Regions from separate parts of the Hordeum vulgare genome. Here region 2 is linked to region 1. Evidence: chromatin contacts called from public Hi-C data. All regions are on one chromosome and are shown on one strand. The core of a region is the stretch at or near the end of the contact, and the rest is flanking DNA. Distances in the headings are between cores, read along the strand shown. Region 1 has its middle 9.0 kb from the start of LOC123447382. Region 2 holds the start of LOC123447385 (outer envelope protein 64, chloroplastic).

The links. Hi-C and Micro-C count contacts between places; a contact is called where the count stands out from the background.
Region 2: a Hi-C map of leaf shows a contact between it and region 1, with 4 times the contacts expected there. The contact joins the promoter of LOC123447385 here to the enhancer-like site in region 1. A contact is called at or near these places in 3 of 6 Hi-C or Micro-C datasets (leaf and seedling).

Annotation. Positions count from the first base shown.
Region 1 is chr4H:14,923,241-14,926,733 of MorexV3_pseudomolecules_assembly, forward strand. It overlaps the pseudogene LOC123447384. Among protein-coding and RNA genes, the nearest start is that of LOC123447382, 9.0 kb to the left of the region's middle. Within about 2 kb of position 1,776, at least 2 of the 3 cell types and tissues checked have open chromatin away from gene starts, as enhancers often do. A contact at or near this core is called in leaf, where this site is marked.
Region 2 is chr4H:15,064,262-15,068,152 of MorexV3_pseudomolecules_assembly, forward strand. It overlaps LOC123447385 (outer envelope protein 64, chloroplastic), which reads left to right and starts at 2,112. Exons shown (of 13, transcript XM_045123982.1): 1 at 2,112-2,499. The coding sequence starts at 2,294.

The DNA.
Region 1 (3,493 bases), core at 526-3,025:
AATGGTAACACATTGTTAGCTAAAATGATGTAGAGTACTACTGAAGTAACTGAACAGCAATTTAGTTAAGTAGATGAAATAACATCCAAAAACTCTAGCAACATCCCAGCTACAACAAAATGAGAAGGTGTGAATGCTCCAATGGCCATAGCTCTCACTGAATAAAATTGGGTGCCTGTCTGACTGGAACTAGATGAGACCTTGAAAATGCAGAGCTACCTGCTCATCATACAGCTGCTGCCCACGAGCAGTAAGTTTGACCTTTTTCTTTAAAGAGACTAAACGATAAGGACTGACCAGTAAGGCAGTAACAACCTAGCCTCCAAATTTGGACTGACTAGCCCAAATGTAGTACAATGCAGACACTCCAGCCTGGGAAACAAGTTGTACATTGCAGCACAACATGTGACAGTAGCACTACGAGTATATAGCAATTTGTGAGTGAAAGGATGAATTAGAAGCACAGACCTTGCTGTCCAGCTCCTGGGAGATGCCGAGCGCGAGCGCGGTCTTGCCAGTGGCAGGTGGGCCGGCAAGGAGCAGTGCGCGCCCAGCCATCTTCTTCTGGCGGATCATGTCGACCACGAGCCCACACGCCTCTCTGGCCTCCGCCTGCCCCACGAATCCCGCCGACATCCCTATCGCCGTCCCATTGGCCTGCGAAGAGAAGCAAACGAAAGTCCCGAGAACGAAAATTCGGGGTAATTACTGGAAACACTCCTAAACTAAAATTCCTAGGAAAACCTCCCCCCGCGTGAGGAGCGGAGAAGCAGGGGAGATGGAGAAGTATGTACGTCGAGTCCGAGGCCCTTGATGTGGGTGTGGGTGGCGATGCGCTGCTTCTTCGACGTAGACTGTACATCCTCGATCCTCATCGTCGCCGGCACTGCCGCCGCCGATTTTTGCGCTCTATGTCTCTTTCTTTCTCTCTCCCGAGGCGGCTAGGGTTAGGCGCCGAGGCGTGTGCGGGGACGAGAAGGCAGGGCGCCGGCGGGGAAAGAGATAAGAGAGCGAGGGGGATTCGCGCCGGTGCGCGATGGCGCGGGGAGGTGGCGGAGGTCGGGCGGCGCGGGGGTGCAGCGGCGGCGATTTTGGGGCAGAGTGAGAGGCGCCGGGACAGGGGAGAGGTGGGCGGGAGAGAGACGAGCGAGGGAAGAGAGGGGCGGCGCTTTAAAAAAAAATAGCAGCTGCTTAGAGTTAGGGGTTAAAATTGGATAAACGCCACTCAAATTCAGGGTTTCAAACTTTGAGAATGTCACTGTAAATTTTGCAAACTTTAAAAAACACCAATGCAGACTTTAAAAAACTAGAGCATACTCCGCGCATTGTTGCGGGAATCTATTTCAAGTGATTTTATTGTTTGAAAATGAATAGTTGAATTAATAATATATGAACTAAATCTTAGAAAAACATATTATATATTGAATACGAGTGACATAATGTAATAAAAAAACTCATGCATGTTGAATGGACCTTTGATGAGGTGGTATGTGTGGTGAGATCAATTAATAATAGAAGACTTTTTCACATGAATGTTGTTGTGGGCCTTTAATGAAATGTCACGTGTGCATGTTTAGATAATAGAGGTAGTGGGGATAAATTATTAAGGTATATAGGATATCACTTAGAATGGTATTTTTGAAATTTGCAGTGTTGTTTTTCGAAATCGCGAGAATTCGAGTGGCAATTACTCAATTGACCTAGTCCGAGCGGCCAACAGGCCAAATAGGCCCAACGCCAATTTCAAGCAAATGAAGAATTTAAGGACACCAAGGGAATCGACGATGAGGGCTATTTCTCGACCTCCTATGCGCCGCTCGTTGTGGCCAACTGCCAAGCGGACGCAGAGGGGGTCGACCGACTGGGCCGGCCTAGATGTTTTTTCTTTTTTTTTGTTCCTTCATTTCTTTTCTGCTTAATATTTTTCTATTTTGTTTTTTTCCTTTTTCTTTTCTAATTTGAAGCAAAACATTTTTAGTATTTGAAGAATAATATTTGAAAATTCAGAACATTTTTTGAAATAGCAAACATGTTTTATTTTTTAACAAATTTTGAAATATGAACAAATTTCAAATTCACGAACAAAATTATGAAACCGTGAACATTTTTCGAATCTGGAAAATTATTTTGAAACCCTGAACAGTTTACAAACTGTGAACAAAATTTGAAACCATAAACCATTTTTTCAATTATAAAAAAATCGAAACATGACTAAATTTCAAATTGTGAACAAAATTATAAAATTTTGCACATTTTTTCAAAATCAGGAACATCTTTTAAAATTCCAGAATATTTTTTCAAAATACAGATTTTGTTTTTCAAATTATGGAACTTTTTTATGAAAAAACTGAAATATTTTGATAAAAATTCCAGAACAATTTTTAAAATTCCGCAACATATTTTCAAAATTACGGAACAAACTTAAAATTTCGAAACATTGTTGCAAATCGGAACATTTTTTGAAAATCCGGAAAAAAAATTCAAATTTCGGATTTTTTTTTTAAATCCGGAACAATTTTCAAATTGCAGAACATTTTTTCAAATTCTGGAACACTTTCTCAAATTCCAAAACTTTTTTCCATACGTGGAACATTTTTTCAAATTCCAGAACATTTTATGAATATCCGAAACATTTTTTCAAATTCCGGAACATTGTTTCAATTTTGGAACATTTTTTCAAATTACAGAACATCTTTTGAGAATACGGAACATTTTTTCAAATTTAGAAACATTTTTTAAAATTCCGGAACATTTTTTCAAATTCCAAAACATTTTTAAATAGAAAAATAAAAAAAGAATAAAGAAAAAAAAATAAAAAATGAAAAACCAGTTCAGTAAATTTTCTAGAAAGTTCCCAAAACAGAAAAAACCGGTTGAAAACCTAAGGTTCCCAAAACAGGGATTGCTAATGGGCTGGCCCAAATCCGTTGCTAGCTTCTGTGCGTTTGCCCACCTATTTAACGCAAAGAGCGTCAAATAAGGTTTTCCCTTAGCTCCAGCCCAAGGCAAGCCGCCTATGGCTCACCCTGGGCCGCCATATAAGAAAAGTTTCTTAAGGTTTGGGACTGTTCCAAAAACCGACATATGGCCCAGTGTAACTCGCCCCCCCCCCACCCCCCTCGTCTAAGCAAAGACATGGTCATGCAATTTCATAGAAGAGAAGTGATTTCTTATGCGTAGTGGTAGCTACACATCCTTTGGTATGAGTGTCTTTTTTGATATACGAGGTGTTGGGTTTCAATGACATTGGCACAAGTGCATTTTTGTTATATATGAATGACCTTTTCTTACTTTTATTTGTCTTCTTTTTTTTACGTTTTTGACACAGGTGTTTTTTGTTATGTAGAAAGGGCGTTTCTCACGTCTTTCTGTCTTTTTTCCTTGCCTTTTTGGCATAATTGCATGTTTGCTTGCCTGGATAGTCCAAAACCACGTTATTGCTATAGAGTTATTTTTTATATTTCAAAATAATTTATCAAATTAATTAGAGATA
Region 2 (3,891 bases), core at 862-3,361, 140 kb after region 1:
TGTCATCAATTACCAAAACCACGTATGGAGATATATGCTCTAACATTACTATTGTTACTTGCTACCCGTTATGAATTATCTTATCGCACAACTATCTGTTACCGATAATTTCAGTGCGTGCAGAGAATACCTTGCTGAAAACCACTTGTCATTTCCTTCTGCTACTCGTTGGGTTCGACACTCTTACTTATCGAAAGGACTACGATAGACCCCCTACACTTGTGGGTCATAAGTGAGCAACAACATTGGGCTCAACTAGCACAAATGAACGAACCGTAGGCGGCACCTCGAAAACCTCTGAATCAAGAGGCATTTGTTCCATAGGAGGCCGGGAGTCCTCGACACAGGATGACGAAAATTGGCTCTCGGGCAGCACGAGGGCCTGACTAATCTCTTGCATTTGTGTGGTCATATCCTACAAATGTAAGCGTCATGATCTTGTCCAACACTTGCACGCTACCAGCAAAACATCCATGACTACTAGCTACCAACACTTGCCCACATGGAAACAACCCCCAGCATGCTCCAAATCCATCACAACTAGCTGCTAGAACATCACAGTCAAACAGATCAGACGGCCTAACCCTACCATATGGAAAGATCTAGCTAGAACTAGTAAAGAGAGGAGGTGATGATTGAACTTACACATGCCATCGGAACGACCGGGGAGGAGGCGCCTGGCACGTTGGAGAGGAGGAGGAGGACCCACCGCCGCAGTCACCGGTCGTCGGAGTTGTTGCACCGCTTACCTCATCATGGAAACGGATCCGCGTCGGAGGAAAGCTCGAGAGGGGGGAAATGGTGGAGGGAGTTTTGCCGCCGCGGTCACCCTCGATATATAGGGTGACCGAATCGGCGGGCGGTGACTCAAATTCGTCGCGCTGCTTTTTCGAAGATGCGCCATCGCTCTCGCCATCACCCTCCCCTGTGTGGCCGGTGTGGCGTTCCCCTCCCCTGCATCGCTCAAGCCTAGCTCGCAAAAAACAGCCGATTCGACCGTTCCCAGCGGGCCTGGCTGAGAGGTGCTTTGAGGTTCGTGCTATGCGGGTCAAACAGTGAATGCATGCTACCAAACAGCCCATATTCATTCCGCGCGGGCCTGGTTGGGCCTAGTGGAGGCAACCAAACACATCTCTAGCTCCGCTACTTCTTGCATTGTAAAGGCATCCCATATACTTTTTTTCCAAAAAATACTTGTATTGCCCAGTTAGAAAGGTTACATATTTTTAGAGTACATAGCAAGGTTACATTTAGTTTGGCAAAGTGTGATGGCCTTAGCGGGTGCTAACCCTAACCAAATGGCAATGTGACCTTGAGCCTTGCGCCCTTGCCATAATTTGCCATCAAATGGCTCACAGAGTTTTGACTTCAACACAAATGAGCAATACAAGTGCTTTTAAAAGATAAAGTGTATTTACTTTATCGGATTAGAACCATTTAGGCTTCTCCCAATGCTTCATCATGTACTCTCTTCGTTTTTACTTACTCGACGCATTAGCTTTGGTCAAAGTCAAGCTTTATAAACATTGACAAAGTTTATAGACACATATATTAACATATACAATAACAAATCAATACCATTAGATACATTATTGAATTTACTTTCACATTATATGAATTTGTTACGGTAAGTATTTTTTTTTATAAACTTAGTCAAACTTTATTTAATTTGACTGTAGTCAACTCTAATATGCAGAGTAGACAAAAACGAAGGGAGTACGAGTGCTAAGTCTGCCAAATAGGCACAACTCATCTAAGACATTGAATACACGTAGCACCTCATCTAAGCACATTTGCGTTGAAAGAGGTCTTAGAGTGCGTGATTTTTCAATAATTGTAGTCGCTGCTAGATGGTAAGTTACGCTACCTCCGGTGCCGATGAATAGATCAAAAGTTCTTCCCGTAAAAAAGGCTTATGAAGAAACTAAAATGTTCCCTTTGAAATTCAAGCGAAAAAGCAAGCAAACCAGGTTTTCAAAATTCACCGGAAAACTCCCATCACCTAGGTTTTCCTTTCGGTAGACAAGAGATGTTCCTCTGTTGGAAGGAATTTCAGCTTTGGTGTCGCCCGTGGTATATAGCTCCTCCGCGAAGCCAACAGCGCCCACGGGACCCCCACGGCGCTTGTTATCCATCCACCACGCAGCCGCCTTCTCCTTCCGGGCCTCTCGCCGTCTTCCTCCTCCCCACCGCCCTCGCCTCAAAACCCCCGCCCCCGCCCCCGCCCCCTAAAAACCCTAGCCCTCGAATTCTCCCCCGCCCGCTCGGAGCGTACGGCCCGCTACACAGGCGCATGGCGTCCTCGACGGCCGCCAACCTCTGGGTGCTGCTGGGCCTCGGCATCGCCGGCGTCCTCCTGGCGGCGAAGCGGCTCAAGCGGCCGGCCCGCCCGGACCACGGCGCCTTCGTGTCGCGCCTCGAGCTCCTGCCGCCTCCCCAGCCCCCGCCGCCCCAGGCACGCCACCCCCTCACCGACCTCTGCTTCGCCATCGCCGACGCGTAAGCTCTCGCCCCCCCTCCCTCCCTCCCCCCTTCGTGTTTGGCCGGCGACAGGTTCTAGCCCGGATTGGGTTAGGCAGGGGGCGACTTGTTTAGCATAGCTTGGGTGATGATTCGATCGCGCCACGCCAGCGTTAATTCGGTATTGTTGTTTACGGGGATTGGATTTGTGCTGCTGGTTACCAGTCGGTCGTGGTGATGGGATTTGCTCAGCATGGAACCATTGATGCATTGTATGTGCTGAATTGTTTCTTTGCCGTTTGAATGACTCTAATGCCTCTGCCTCGCATGGGACAGCTTCGTGGATGACTTTCCAACTTTTTAATGGCCGACGCCAAAAAGGAAAACAGTGCCCTGCAAGAGCACATGAATGTTGGTAGTATTAGATACAACAGTTATGGTATTATCTATCACAGTTACCCAACAATCTACTACGCTAGAACTAGGCAGCTCAGTAGTTTCAGCATGCATCCTGGCTCGTGGTGTGGTTTATTATACTACAAGGCGCTAGAATCCATAGACAATACAATATCTGACATAATAATAATGAGTCATAGTACCTTTTCTTCATGAAATTTATCTTGTTAGGTTTGCCATGCCAATTATGAGTTGCTAGAGCGAATTTTGGGAGTTAAGATTGAGGTTGAGGGAAGATCACAAACTATTTATAGGACAGACTAATTTAGGCATCTACTGCTGGTTTCAGAAGCACATTTTTGGTAGGGGGTGAACTTCACCCCTTCAGTTTCCTCCACCGAACATATTGGTTTATGTGCTCGTTGGTGATTGTTGAAACAATCTTCCCCGTTATCCGTTGAAGAGTTGCTAATGTGGCAAGCATTGGGACTTGCGGCAGTCATCTGTTGATGCTAACATGCTCAGTTGCATCCTGACCTTCCACTCTCTCTTTTCCATAAGCAGCCTCTTGTAGAAACATACTTAACACCCTGTTAGATACTCGTAATTTCTTATCTGCCAGATTTAAATCCTCAAACAAATTTGGGGTGCTACTCAGGAAAAAAAAGAACTAGTGGAGATGGTTTGGTATTTGTTCTTAGTCTTTAAATCACATTTTGCTTTGAATTTGTTTACTGGCATGTCAATGACTCTACCATGAAGTGACATTTGAAGCGACATTTCTGTTTTCTGACATTGGTGATACTTGAACATCAACAGATTTCCAGATTCTAAACAATTTTCTTGAACTTCCTTAATCAACTAAAGGCGTTTTCGTTTTTAAAATCTAAGGCTGTAACTGTGCGTGGTTTTGTTTCCCAATGGTGAGGGCTTGTGGGGTGACTCATGACTTGTGTTTTAAAACTTAAAATTCAGTTTGGTGATGCTGTTGTGAAATCATTGCGGCACACATGCTTGTGCCCTGTTTGATAAAAT